4 separate regions of the Gossypium hirsutum genome follow, and regions 1, 2 and 4 are each linked to region 3. Evidence: chromatin contacts called from public Hi-C data. All regions are on one chromosome and are shown on one strand. Each heading gives the region's core, a stretch centred on a gene start, on an enhancer-like site or on the middle of the called end of the contact. The rest is flanking DNA. Distances are from core to core; before and after follow the strand shown. Region 1 holds the start of LOC107948640. Region 2 holds the start of LOC107952157. Region 3 has its middle 27 kb from the start of LOC121227885. Region 4 holds the start of LOC107952155 (probable disease resistance protein At1g61300).

The links. Hi-C and Micro-C count contacts between places; a contact is called where the count stands out from the background.
Region 1: a contact with region 3 is called in a Hi-C map of leaf, with 2.4 times the contacts expected there. The contact joins the promoter of LOC107948640 here to the enhancer-like site in region 3. A contact is called at or near these places in 3 of 34 Hi-C or Micro-C datasets (all in leaf).
Region 2: a Hi-C map of leaf shows a contact between it and region 3, with 2.5 times the contacts expected there. The contact joins the promoter of LOC107952157 here to the enhancer-like site in region 3. A contact is called at or near these places in 3 of 34 Hi-C or Micro-C datasets (hypocotyl and leaf).
Region 4: a contact with region 3 is called in a Hi-C map of leaf, with 2.7 times the contacts expected there. The contact joins the promoter of LOC107952155 here to the enhancer-like site in region 3. A contact is called at or near these places in 2 of 34 Hi-C or Micro-C datasets (callus and leaf).

Annotation. Positions count from the first base shown.
Region 1 is chrA04:5,801,900-5,804,599 of Gossypium_hirsutum_v2.1, reverse strand. It overlaps LOC107948640, which reads right to left and starts at 1,443. Exons shown (of 3, transcript XM_016883262.2): 1 at 1,109-1,443. The coding sequence starts at 1,198.
Region 2 is chrA04:5,433,676-5,436,547 of Gossypium_hirsutum_v2.1, reverse strand. LOC107952157 reads right to left here and starts at 1,392. Exons shown (of 8, transcript XR_005925406.1): 1 at 660-1,392; 2 at 35-175.
Region 3 is chrA04:5,617,997-5,620,827 of Gossypium_hirsutum_v2.1, reverse strand. No RefSeq gene overlaps it. Among protein-coding and RNA genes, the nearest start is that of LOC121227885, 27 kb to the left of the region's middle. Within about 2 kb of position 1,362, at least 1 of the 9 cell types and tissues checked has an H3K27ac peak or open chromatin away from gene starts, as enhancers often do. A contact at or near this core is called in leaf, where this site is marked.
Region 4 is chrA04:5,402,266-5,405,117 of Gossypium_hirsutum_v2.1, reverse strand. LOC107952155 (probable disease resistance protein At1g61300) reads left to right here and starts at 1,570. Exons shown (of 3, transcript XR_005925405.1): 1 at 1,570-1,763; 2 at 2,341-2,852.

The sequences.
Region 1 (2,700 bases), core at 194-2,693, 180 kb before region 3:
GCCACATGTATCTCGTGCTGACGTGCAAAGACTAGTTTTTAACAGTAGAAATGAATGAAACCTTTAACAGAAGAACTATTTTACTCTTTGATCTAAAGTACAGGTACTAACTTGCCCATTTTTTAAGTAGAAGAGGCAAAATACAATCTGACTCATAGTACAAGAACCTTCATGAGACTTTTACCCTTTGATTATTTATTAGAATACTAGAAGGTGTTAGAAGATCAGCTATCATACTTTATATTAAACTATCATATAGGGTACAATAAACAAAAAGCAAGATCTTGAAGCTTGGTTGTCAATAATTTAGTCAACATCACCGATTAGATCATAAAATATTGTTTCAAAAGATGAAACAGTTTGGCTTCTAAATCTAGCAAAGACTAGTTCTTCCATTAGACCCTGGGGTGAAAAGCCAATGTGATGGGGTAAATTTATAAAAGTTTGGGGTTCAAAAAGCTAAAGAATTTATAAAAGTTCTGTATTAAAATGGCTTAATTGATTTTTTAACTTTTTGAAAGGAGCAAAAATGTAAAATTTCAATCTAACAAAGGGATTAAATTGAATTATTAACATTTTGGTGCGGCTAAAGTTAAAGTTGCACAATTTAACCAAGGGGACCAGGCACCTTTTTTAAGTTAGTGACAGAGGATAAAAACCATAAACTCAGATCTACTATTTTTATAGAAATTCAGCTGAGATCTGGTGAAGTTCATACACAATTGAGAATTATAAAAATGATGAAATCAATTTCCGTTACTATTTGATTAGCAGAAAGAGAATACATATATATGTATGTGTATGTGTATGTGTATGTGTATGTGTATGTGTATGTGTATATATACAGACACACAAAAGATCAAGCTTGAATACAGTGTTTCTTTTCTTTCCCAGAAAATTCTTACATGAAACAAAAAACCCAGAAAGCTAAAATCAAGATTTACCGCTTTTTTTCAAACAAAAGGACTCACTTTCTTTCATTTTCCTTCGATTTCCAGGAAAAAAAAGGTTGCAAACTTTCAGTATACCCAGAAATCGTATGAACTAATTGTGAACCAAAACAACCAAATCCATAAAAGAAAGTGAAGGGGAAAGTTAGCAAACTTACAGTGCTTCTTCTTTGCTCAGCTGCAACAGCTAAACCAAAAGCAATGAGATCAAGAACAAATACAGCAATCAAAAGAAGCTTAGAAGCCATGGATGAATATATGGAAAGCTAAGTTGAAGAACCCCAAACAAAGGCTTCTTCTATTTTTCCTTTTGCTTTGTTCTTTCTCTTCTTCAAACTCCCCTTGTAGCTAAATATACAGAAAAAACACTATATTATTGAACAAGCAAGGCAAATGATTAAATTTGAAGAAAAAATATGTATTTTTTAAAAAATGTAATTTCAATAAGAAACTGACACATCACCTTAACTTTGAAAATGTGTTTTCACCCTCTTTGTCAAAAGAAAAAGAAAAAAAATTATTTATTTCGATTTTATATATTAATATTTAAAAAAATTATAATGACAAATTTAGTTCATAATATTTATATATTCTGTCAATTTGATTCTTATTTTTTTAATTAAATTAGATTATTAATTTTTTTAAAAATGTCAAATTATTTTTTTAACAAAAATATTGATTAAAATTTAATTCTTTTAACAATGTTGGTATGACAAGATATATGATAATTCACGTGTATTTTATGTTGATATAATATTATTTTTTTATATATTACATCGATAAATAATTTAAAAATTATAAAAAATTTAACCAAATAAAATATAAAATTAATTTAAAAAATAAGAACTAAATTAATAAAAAAAATTAAAATGCTAAATTTATTATTAAGAGAATAAAAATAGGTTGTAAATTACTGAAGGGATGCTTATTGGGAAAGCAAAGGCAGTTGGGAGGGGAATTTTAGGAGGGTTCAAGAAAGGGAATAAATACCCGCTATAATTAACTGCCTTTTTTGGAAGCCCTGGGCGTACAACATTTTGCAGCATGAGGTACCAACATCTACAGCTTGTATTGCACGAAACGGAAAGGGTGATTCCATTGTTCATGACGAAGAATTGATACCCACTAAAATAGAAGTATGTTTTGTTTTTCAATTTTAAATTAAATTAGAAAACATCTTTTCTCATTCCAAAAATTTAATGAATTTTGATGATTATTATGTTTTAATTATTTAATTTTAAAAAATTACAAAATAATTATTAAACTATTCGAAAGATTTCATTTAAGTCATTAAGCTGTTAAGTTTTTTTTTTAATTTATCTAGTAAGCTCCAATAGATGATTCGACTATCAGTACAGTGAATCAATACCCATTGGTGCGTAGAATAGAATATCCTAAATCTAAGTAGTCCTAATGGTTAGTATTAGAGATCAGAGAAGAAAATTATTTGGATTTTAACTCACAAATTTGTAACGTTCAAAACTATTTAATAAAAAAAAAAGTTAATTGTAGAAGAGAAGGGGAATGAAAGAGCTTTTGATTTGTGTAATTGGTGTAAATAGAGAATGTCATATAGCGATTTTACAACCTAACAACTTAAATGAAAACTTGTTAAAATTGTTGAAATTGAATAACCAAAATATAAATTTACTAATAATTTAGTGACCTTTGAGTATAATTTACCTATTTTTTTATTTTACAAAATATAGATTTAACAAAAAGTAATTCTTTAAGATAATCACCTCCCCAC
Region 2 (2,872 bases), core at 143-2,642, 180 kb after region 3:
ATCGAAAAGTATTTCTTCGATGACATAAACTTACTTGCGCAATCCAATCCCCTATAGAATAGACAATTCCACTGATAACCATTTTCGCTAAAACAGGGTTTGTCCTCAAAGCTTCTTCATAAGCACTCCAATTGTGTTGAGGTGCATATCTTACTATCTCATAAATAGTCCATCCCTATAACCCAAAGACGTAAAATTTCCAGTTCTTTGTAAGTTGCAGGCCAAATTCATTATGAAATACCAGTGCTATATGCATATGTGGTACATAAGCATATCAAACACAATAAGATTAAGATCTTCTTCGTTAAAAAATCTCCAGCTACTAAAACATCCAAGAGCAATATTTTTTTTATACAATACAAATTCAAAGTCACACACCCACACATGCACAAGCTTATAATCGAACTCTGGAATCGAGCTGGACCTACTACTTGAGTTCATCCAAGAGCCCTCAATAATGGCACAAGCATGAAGAGCCAAGCATACATCTAGATTAATCACATATTTTTGCATTATTCAGCAATTGAAAGAGCAAAAGGGGAATAACAAATACAATAACAATAACAATACAAAGAATTTTGCAACCAGTCATTCAATTTCCTAAGCCAAATCATGCAATTTTCCACAAAATGAAAGTAAAATTGAAGATATAATCTCACCTGCCAATAATTCTGATCAATGGTAAGCAACTTGGTGATGGCATAAGTACCAGCAGCAAGAACAATAGTAGCATTAATAATTCTATCCATAAGCCTATCCAGTTCCTCTTGACTTCCTTGTCCATCACCAAATCCGTTCCCTGAAGGTGAACCTGAAGAAGAAACCCCTTCAAAAGATAACATTCCTTCATTGCTAAACCCACCTACTTGAGTCACTAACTCTCCTCCTGACGATTCTCTCGGCGCCTGACTCACCGCAACTCCTTCTTGTATATCTGTAACATCCTCACTTTGAACTGGTATCACGTCAAGCTCCTCGGCTAATGACTTCACCACCACCACCGAGTTTTCCCTTTTGTTTTTCTGTTTGGTTCCCGAGAACGCAAGGCCCTCGGGCAGTTTTGAGGTGGTTAATGAGGAAGCTGAGAGGTGCCTCGAAATGGGTTTTCGAGGTTTTGTTAAAGAAAGGAGGCTTTGAGGAGATATCGTGGGGTGAAGAGACGCCATGGATCGGACTGAGTGGAGTTGAGTCGACCGAGATATGCCTCGGCAACTAACAAAGACTTCAACAGCCACTTGTAATAGTTGTTTCTAGTGTCCCCAACGTTGCAGATGTCGGAAAGAGCCGTCTCTTATATGAGAATAACTTCGTTAGGGGCGATTCAATGCGGTAAGCCTTATGCTTTTATGCAGTGCTCTTGATTCAAGCCCACAATGGCTTCATTTTATACTTTGTACGGGGATTGTGATGGTGTATGATCTCTTTTTTCTTGAAACATATGAAGGTGTATCTTAACTATGATACATGTTATACAGGTGATAACTTTATGTGTGATTGGTGGGTGAGATGATTTAAAGATGAGAAAATAAGGTCCACATAATAAAAAGGGTAGCTAAGATTTAACAAAAGAATAAAATAACCATAGTTGACCCAAAACACAAACAAAATGCTTTAAAAAATAATTAATTAAATAAAATCTCATGTTCTTCTCATGTTCTAGAATTATTTTATACTAATTACAATAATCAAAATGTGTTACTCAAAAAAGTAATTAAAAATTTAAACACTACGTGAATAACATTAGAAACTAGTTTTTGAGTTAACTCAAATATAAACTTTTAGTTGAGTTTTTAGTGATTAAGAGATATCCATATCGAAATTTAAATTTTTTTTTATTTAAGTAGATTCTTTTATACATAATGTGTACATGTATAATATAAATATATCACTATCTTGTAAATGACTACCCTTTAATTTTACCATTTATATGTATAAATCATTAACTATTTGTTACCCTTTAAAATCTCTAATTGAATTATATTGAAAATATTAATTTACAAATCACTACCGACTTAAAAATGTAAAAACCAATTCAATAATAGTTAAGTGTGGGGTCTCTATGAAGTTGCAATTGGTCAAAAATGAAGTTTGGAAACCCAGATCATCAGTTTTAGTGGGACCATTGAAATTAAAAGAGAGAAAGAAATGTGTCATTGTTGATGAATCACTTGTTTGTAGATAAATATGAGAGGACCAAATTTTGATAACCATTCAAAAATTTCAAGGCCCTTGCTAAGTTTTTTTAAAGATATTCTTTTGTTTGTACAATGGGGAAGATTCTTTGTTTGAAGTTTTTCTCTGGAATTTGTGGCCAATAACTACACACATCCATATATGATATATGGATTTGCCTCTTTCTTTGCTTGGGCACAAAACCATAGCATAACAGTCATGGATTTAATGGTACCTAAATTTTTAGGCATTTAATATTTTTGTATTTTTGTTTTCAAGAATTTAGTCTTATTTTTTTAATTTAAAAATTTATATCTAATTTTTAACAATATAAAATTATTCTATTAAATTAGTTAGTATGACATTTTGAAATTTAAAGAAAATACTCACTTCGTAGTCATGTAACTAAAAAAAATGATTTTAATAATGTTTACAACTCTTAAAAGTTATATCAACATTCTAATCAAATATAATATTTGGACTAATCAATGGCATTATAAAAGTTGAGGTACCAATTTATATATTGTTCATATAGTGATACAACAAAGATGAGGTATGGAGGAGAGAGTGGTGGTTATCACAGAGGTCGGTTTACCTAGTCGAGGTGGAGAGCCGGAGGTTATAAAGAGTGAAGGCAAGTTGGCAGAATGTAGGCTTGATATCCTTGGAGAGTCAATCCCTTCTTCATCGTTCCTGGAGG
Region 3 (2,831 bases), core at 113-2,612:
GGTAATGAAATCATAAACTTTACCCTTAATTTTCTTAAAAGATTGCTTAAGATAGATTCTTAACTCGAAACCTTCGATTTTGTAGTCCTTAGAGTGATGAATGCTAAACTCGAAGTTTTGGAAGTGGGAAGTTTGTTAGCTGGGCTTCAGATTAAACCAACCTTTATCTGACTGGATCAAAAAGAAGTAGTTAAGCAATTAGAAATTGATGGTTAGAGTCAAACATATTGAATAGAATTACTCGATTGATTTTGGATTGGATGGCGATGGTGGATTGTGTTTAAGAGGTAGACTATGTGTGCCAGATGATGTTGATTTAAAACAAACCACAATGCACGAGGTGCATGTTGGGATCTAATGCCCTTGGTATAATTTTTTTCAACTATGTACTTGTAATTTTTTAAATATATTACTTTAATAATTTCAACAGTTTTTGCATGCAATGCAAGATGAAAGAAAATATTGGTTCATTGATTATTTAACATTTAAATAATATTAAACAGTATTACGTGGACAAATCGTAATATAGAAAGACAACCTATATTAGTAAACAATCGTAAAACGCTCACTTTTGAAATGTGACATGTGGTGACAGGGCTATATATTTAAAAGAAAAATATACTTGATTGTGTATGTGATGAGTTGAGAAGATTGTGTTTATGAATGAATATGCATCATTTATAATAAACATTATCCATTAGGGTAATAATATCATAGTTCTTCGAGAGCCTTCGATTAATTTTGCACTATTAGATACAATGTTGACATTTTCATTGCTTGCAATTAAGAGAAATATTTCCTATTTTTAAGCATAGTATACGCTGTAGCACTATCTGCAAGACATGTGTCTTCATTCTTAATCATGGTTTCAAGCAAAAGATCCATATTCTCCGGTAAAACAAAACATCATAAGCAATATTGTAAACACTAAAAATTATAACAAAACATACTAAAAGCATATTAAAGTCACACCAAGCATGAATAACAAAAATTATAAAATCATAAAAAAATATAAAATATTATTACATATTTTAAAATTCTTGATTTCTAGGCTCAAAGAAATCCTCTACAGCAATATGGGTCATATCAACAAAGTTTTTAAAACTATTATCATTATGAGCAAAATTAGCCTCTATAATATCATTTAGATAAAGCCAAATTTGTTTCAATTCTCTTTCTTTTCCTTTGGATGGTAGCTTGATAAAACTTTACAAGATGTTCATGTGTATGATAGGTACATGACTAATGCTCACTCAAACCAAATTGATGGCACAAATTTTCAGTGCCCTTTGAAGGATTGCATGGACCATCACATTTCTCTTTGTATTCTCTTTTATTTTTCTTTTGGTGGTCATAATAAATGTTAGCACCTTGATAGCGATATTACAGCGTCCTCAACCATGTCCATGGCCATGGCCACGATCACGACGACGACCATGATTGCGATTTCTTTTATTTCTATAATTATTGTGTATTGTTGCATTCACTTTTGGGAATGGAGCAAAACCAGTAGGATTGCTTTCATTATTTTTCATTATAGCTCGTTATTTTGCTCAGCCACTAAAAGGTATGAGATTAATTTTGAGTATTTCTTAAAACCCTTTTCACAATATTATTGCTTCAGAAGCACATTAGATGCGTGAAAAGTTGAGAAAGTTTTCTCCAATAAGTCCCCTTCAGTTATTTTCTCTTCACATAATTTTAATTAAGAACTTGCCTTAAATATTGTAGAATTATACTCACTTACTGTTTTATAATCTTGCAAACTCAAAGTACATCCAATTATAACGAGCTTTTGGTAAAATTATCATTTTCTGATGGTCATATCTTTCTTTTAAACTATTACACAATTCAAGTGAATCTTTTATAGTCAAATATTTTGTTTACAATCCTTCTTAAAGATGATGGTGGAGGAAAATGGGAAATTTTGAATTTATGAGATAAACCAAAAATATTGTCGTGATTATAAAAAATGACAAAAAAGATTGTCTTAAGTTCAATGAGAGTTTGACGGGGTTATAGACATCTATTATTAATGTATTTACGACACCATTTAGTTTCTTAAAATATTTTCTATTTTGAAAAACATGTTTGATAAATAAAAATTTATTTCCGATAATGAAAACATGAAAAAATGTTTGTTAACCTTTTTTTATAATAGAAATATGAGAATTAAAATTAAAAAAAATTACATTTATATGAATTTAAATTAAGGTACCAGATTAACATTTAAAAAACTGTTGAAATTTTTTTTTTTACATAGGTTTGAACCATGTTCAATTTAGTTTAAAGTTAAGAGACTTTATTTTCATTTTTACAAAATATTTTTAGTGAAATCAGTGAAAAATATTTTTTTATCATTTTTTCAGATATTTTCATTTTCTAAAATTATTTTTAAAATTTTTAGCCAAACTTATTTTCTTCTATATTTATCCATTTTTCAAGAAAACGAAAATTAACATGAACAAGGTTAATGTTTGTTGAATTATAACATAGGGAATTTTGAGGAAAAGCATATATGGGCCTTAAAAAATTTGAATGGCTTTACATTTGGAATGTTGGCTTGGGCCATGGATCTCTCTAGCATCTTCATGGGCTTTCTACTAGAGTTTGGAACTTGAAATAAAATTGATTTGTTGAATGTAATAAGTGAGATAAATATTGGATTTAAGGCTTGAGAAATATATTTTTGGTGGCACCATCTTCTAGTAGATTGCCTATCAATTTTGAATATTTTCTTTTTAATTATCTTTGGCAAATTGCTTGGTCCATGAAAAAGGACTAAAAGGAAAAACAAAACAAAAAAGATTGTCGTGATTATAAAAAATGGC
Region 4 (2,852 bases), core at 321-2,820, 220 kb after region 3:
ATATACAAGTATATTAAATATACATAACTAATATACCTTGATTGTATGATACTAATTGTATATATTATAGTATATCATAAAATTAGTTATATGCTTAACATTTAGGTCGCATATCACTAATACAAGAATGCACGTTGTAATATCATAATGTTATAATAATTATTATACATTCACAATTTAATTATATAACAATTAATATATTATATGTCCTTAAAAGTGTATGTATATTATTTTTATAATATAATATATACTAAAGATAATCATGTCGTCACATTACAAAATAAATTCATATTATAAAATTTATTTTAATTATATAAATATTAGTTAATTTTTTATTTTAAATAATTTAACTAATTGAATTTATCAAATGATAAAAGGGATAATCAAAAATTTAGAAATTCAGATGATTTCATCTCATTATTCAGTTTGGTTTACAGAATATAAAAGAATAAAATTTAAGATAAACTACATAAAATTTAAGATTATGACAGTGATGCACTGGGTGGTAATCAAAACAGTATATGTAGAGTAGCTAGAACTACGAGACCCCATCAGGAGGGCGAGGGGTATGAACTTTTGCACATTATAGTGGATGTCCTTTGGAGGGTTGCCGATGTTGCGCCTTAATTCGCTTTGTCAACTAGAGCTCAAAATGCTCTGATTAAGGAATTGAGGAAATACAGTGCCACCGAATTCAAAGGTGTGAAAGGCATTGACCAAAATTTAGAAACCTCCCTATAATTGGTCCAAAATTTTTTCCCTTAAACTTTAGTTAAAAGTCAACAAAAAATATTACATATCAATTACTCAATAAGCTAATGTCTCATGTCCACAATCTGTTAAAAGTAAATGAAAATTTTAATTTTAAATAAATAAAATATAACAGACCCTATTTTAGAGTGACCATGTGTAAAATTTACCCTTTTTTTATCTTCATTCGAACATATTAAAATGATGTTATCCGGCATCTAATTAAATCTTGCACTAATAATCTTACATTCGAATTGAATTTCATGAGAGAACACCTAACATATCTTGGTAAATATTAAATAGAGACACCAATTGTTCTCAAACGTTTTTAATAGGTCAAATTATGTTGTTAGTCTCTGTATTTTGATAAAATTTAAATTTTAATTTATATACTTAAAAAGTTAAAAATTAAATTCTCTTACTTTTTTTCATTTAAAAACTCATTCATACCATTAACATTGCCAGTAATTCTCGTTAAAATCTATCAATTTAGCATGTTGATTAGATAATCTTCATATGACGTTGCATATAATTTATAGAAAATAAATATGTTAAGTTGACAAATTTTGATGGAAATTAGCAACAAAAATAATAATTGAACCTATAAATTTTAAATTGAAAAAGTAAGAGATTGAATTTTTTAACTTTTAAAATACATAGACTAAATCTCAAAATCTAGACAAGTACAAGGACTAGTAGCATATTTTAACCTTTTTAATATATTTTAAATGCTTAAACGTTATGTTTAGACTATATGTTGACCAAAATTATATTGCCGTGTGTGATCAGTATAAAGCAATAAAGTAGCCGGTTGATTCTGTCCTTTGAGGAGGAACCTACCATGAAAGTGGCAGCCATGACCGTAAAACTTGACTCATAATTTTGCTTGTTTTTCTTTTCACTTTCGTCTTCGTCTTACTGTTGTTTTTATTAGTGTTCCCAAAACTCTGTTATCATTTCTTCCTTGTTTCAATCTCAAAGGTCGTGCAGAAGTTGTCAGCGAGCCAGTGAAGGTACAATTGTTGTTTGTAAGTTTGCTTGCTTAATTCATGATATGCTTTTCTTTGCTTTTATCTTGGTCTGGGTTATATAGTTTTCTTTCCCACTTTCACTAAGATTATTAATTTTGGGCCACATAATATGAAATACGAACAACTGTGATAAAATCAGTTGATTTAAATCTGGAGTTAAATCTGAATGAATCAAAACTTCATGAAAATCCAATACATCTCACATATTTGATTATTTCAGAACCTCTCTTGGTTCTGGTTAAGCCTACAATTCCATCTATGTATGTTTGTATGTACGTACGTACGTTATCTGCTACTGCTATAGCAGCTTTGTGTGATTGGTTCACTACTTTATTTTCAGTTCTAATTTGTCAAGCCACAAGTCCGGTGATTTCTACTTTCCATTCTTTGATTGCAGGGCTGTGTTTGTTTTCCTTGGTTGTTTTTATTTTTCCGTCCATGCATCTATTTACATGATTTTTTTCCCAACTTTTTCTCAAAGTTCTTTTGAAACTGATGATTGTTAAGTTGAAAGAATGATAATACATGAAAGAATGACAATATACATATATGATTGTAGGGACATTCTATGGAGTGCATACAACCTGCAGCTAGTATTGCAAATTGTCTCGGAACTCCAGTTTGTAAATACTTGCAATATCACAGAAAGCTGAATGATTATGTGAGAAACTTTAAGAGAATCAGAGATGAATTGAGTAGCAAAATGGAAGATATAGAGCTGCAATTGAAAGCAGAGCTTCTTCATTGTGTGGGGAAGATACCAAAGAAGGAAGTAGAAAATTGGATAGGAAAAGTGAAAGTGATGATTATGGAAGCACAAGATGTTGAAAATAAAGTAAGTAATGGGAGATATCTCTGCCGTGCTTGCAATGGAAAGCTGGTTGATAGAAAGATTCAAGAAATGCAGACATTTCTTGATAAAGCTCCTAATGTCTCCGACAGTCTTGTCATTGATGGTCCAAATGTTGGGTTGCCACTGCCAACATCAGAGCTAGTTGGTGAGAAAGCCGTGAGAAATGAAATTTGGCAATGTTTGATGCAAGAGGAGGTGGGTAAGATTGGGGTTTGGGG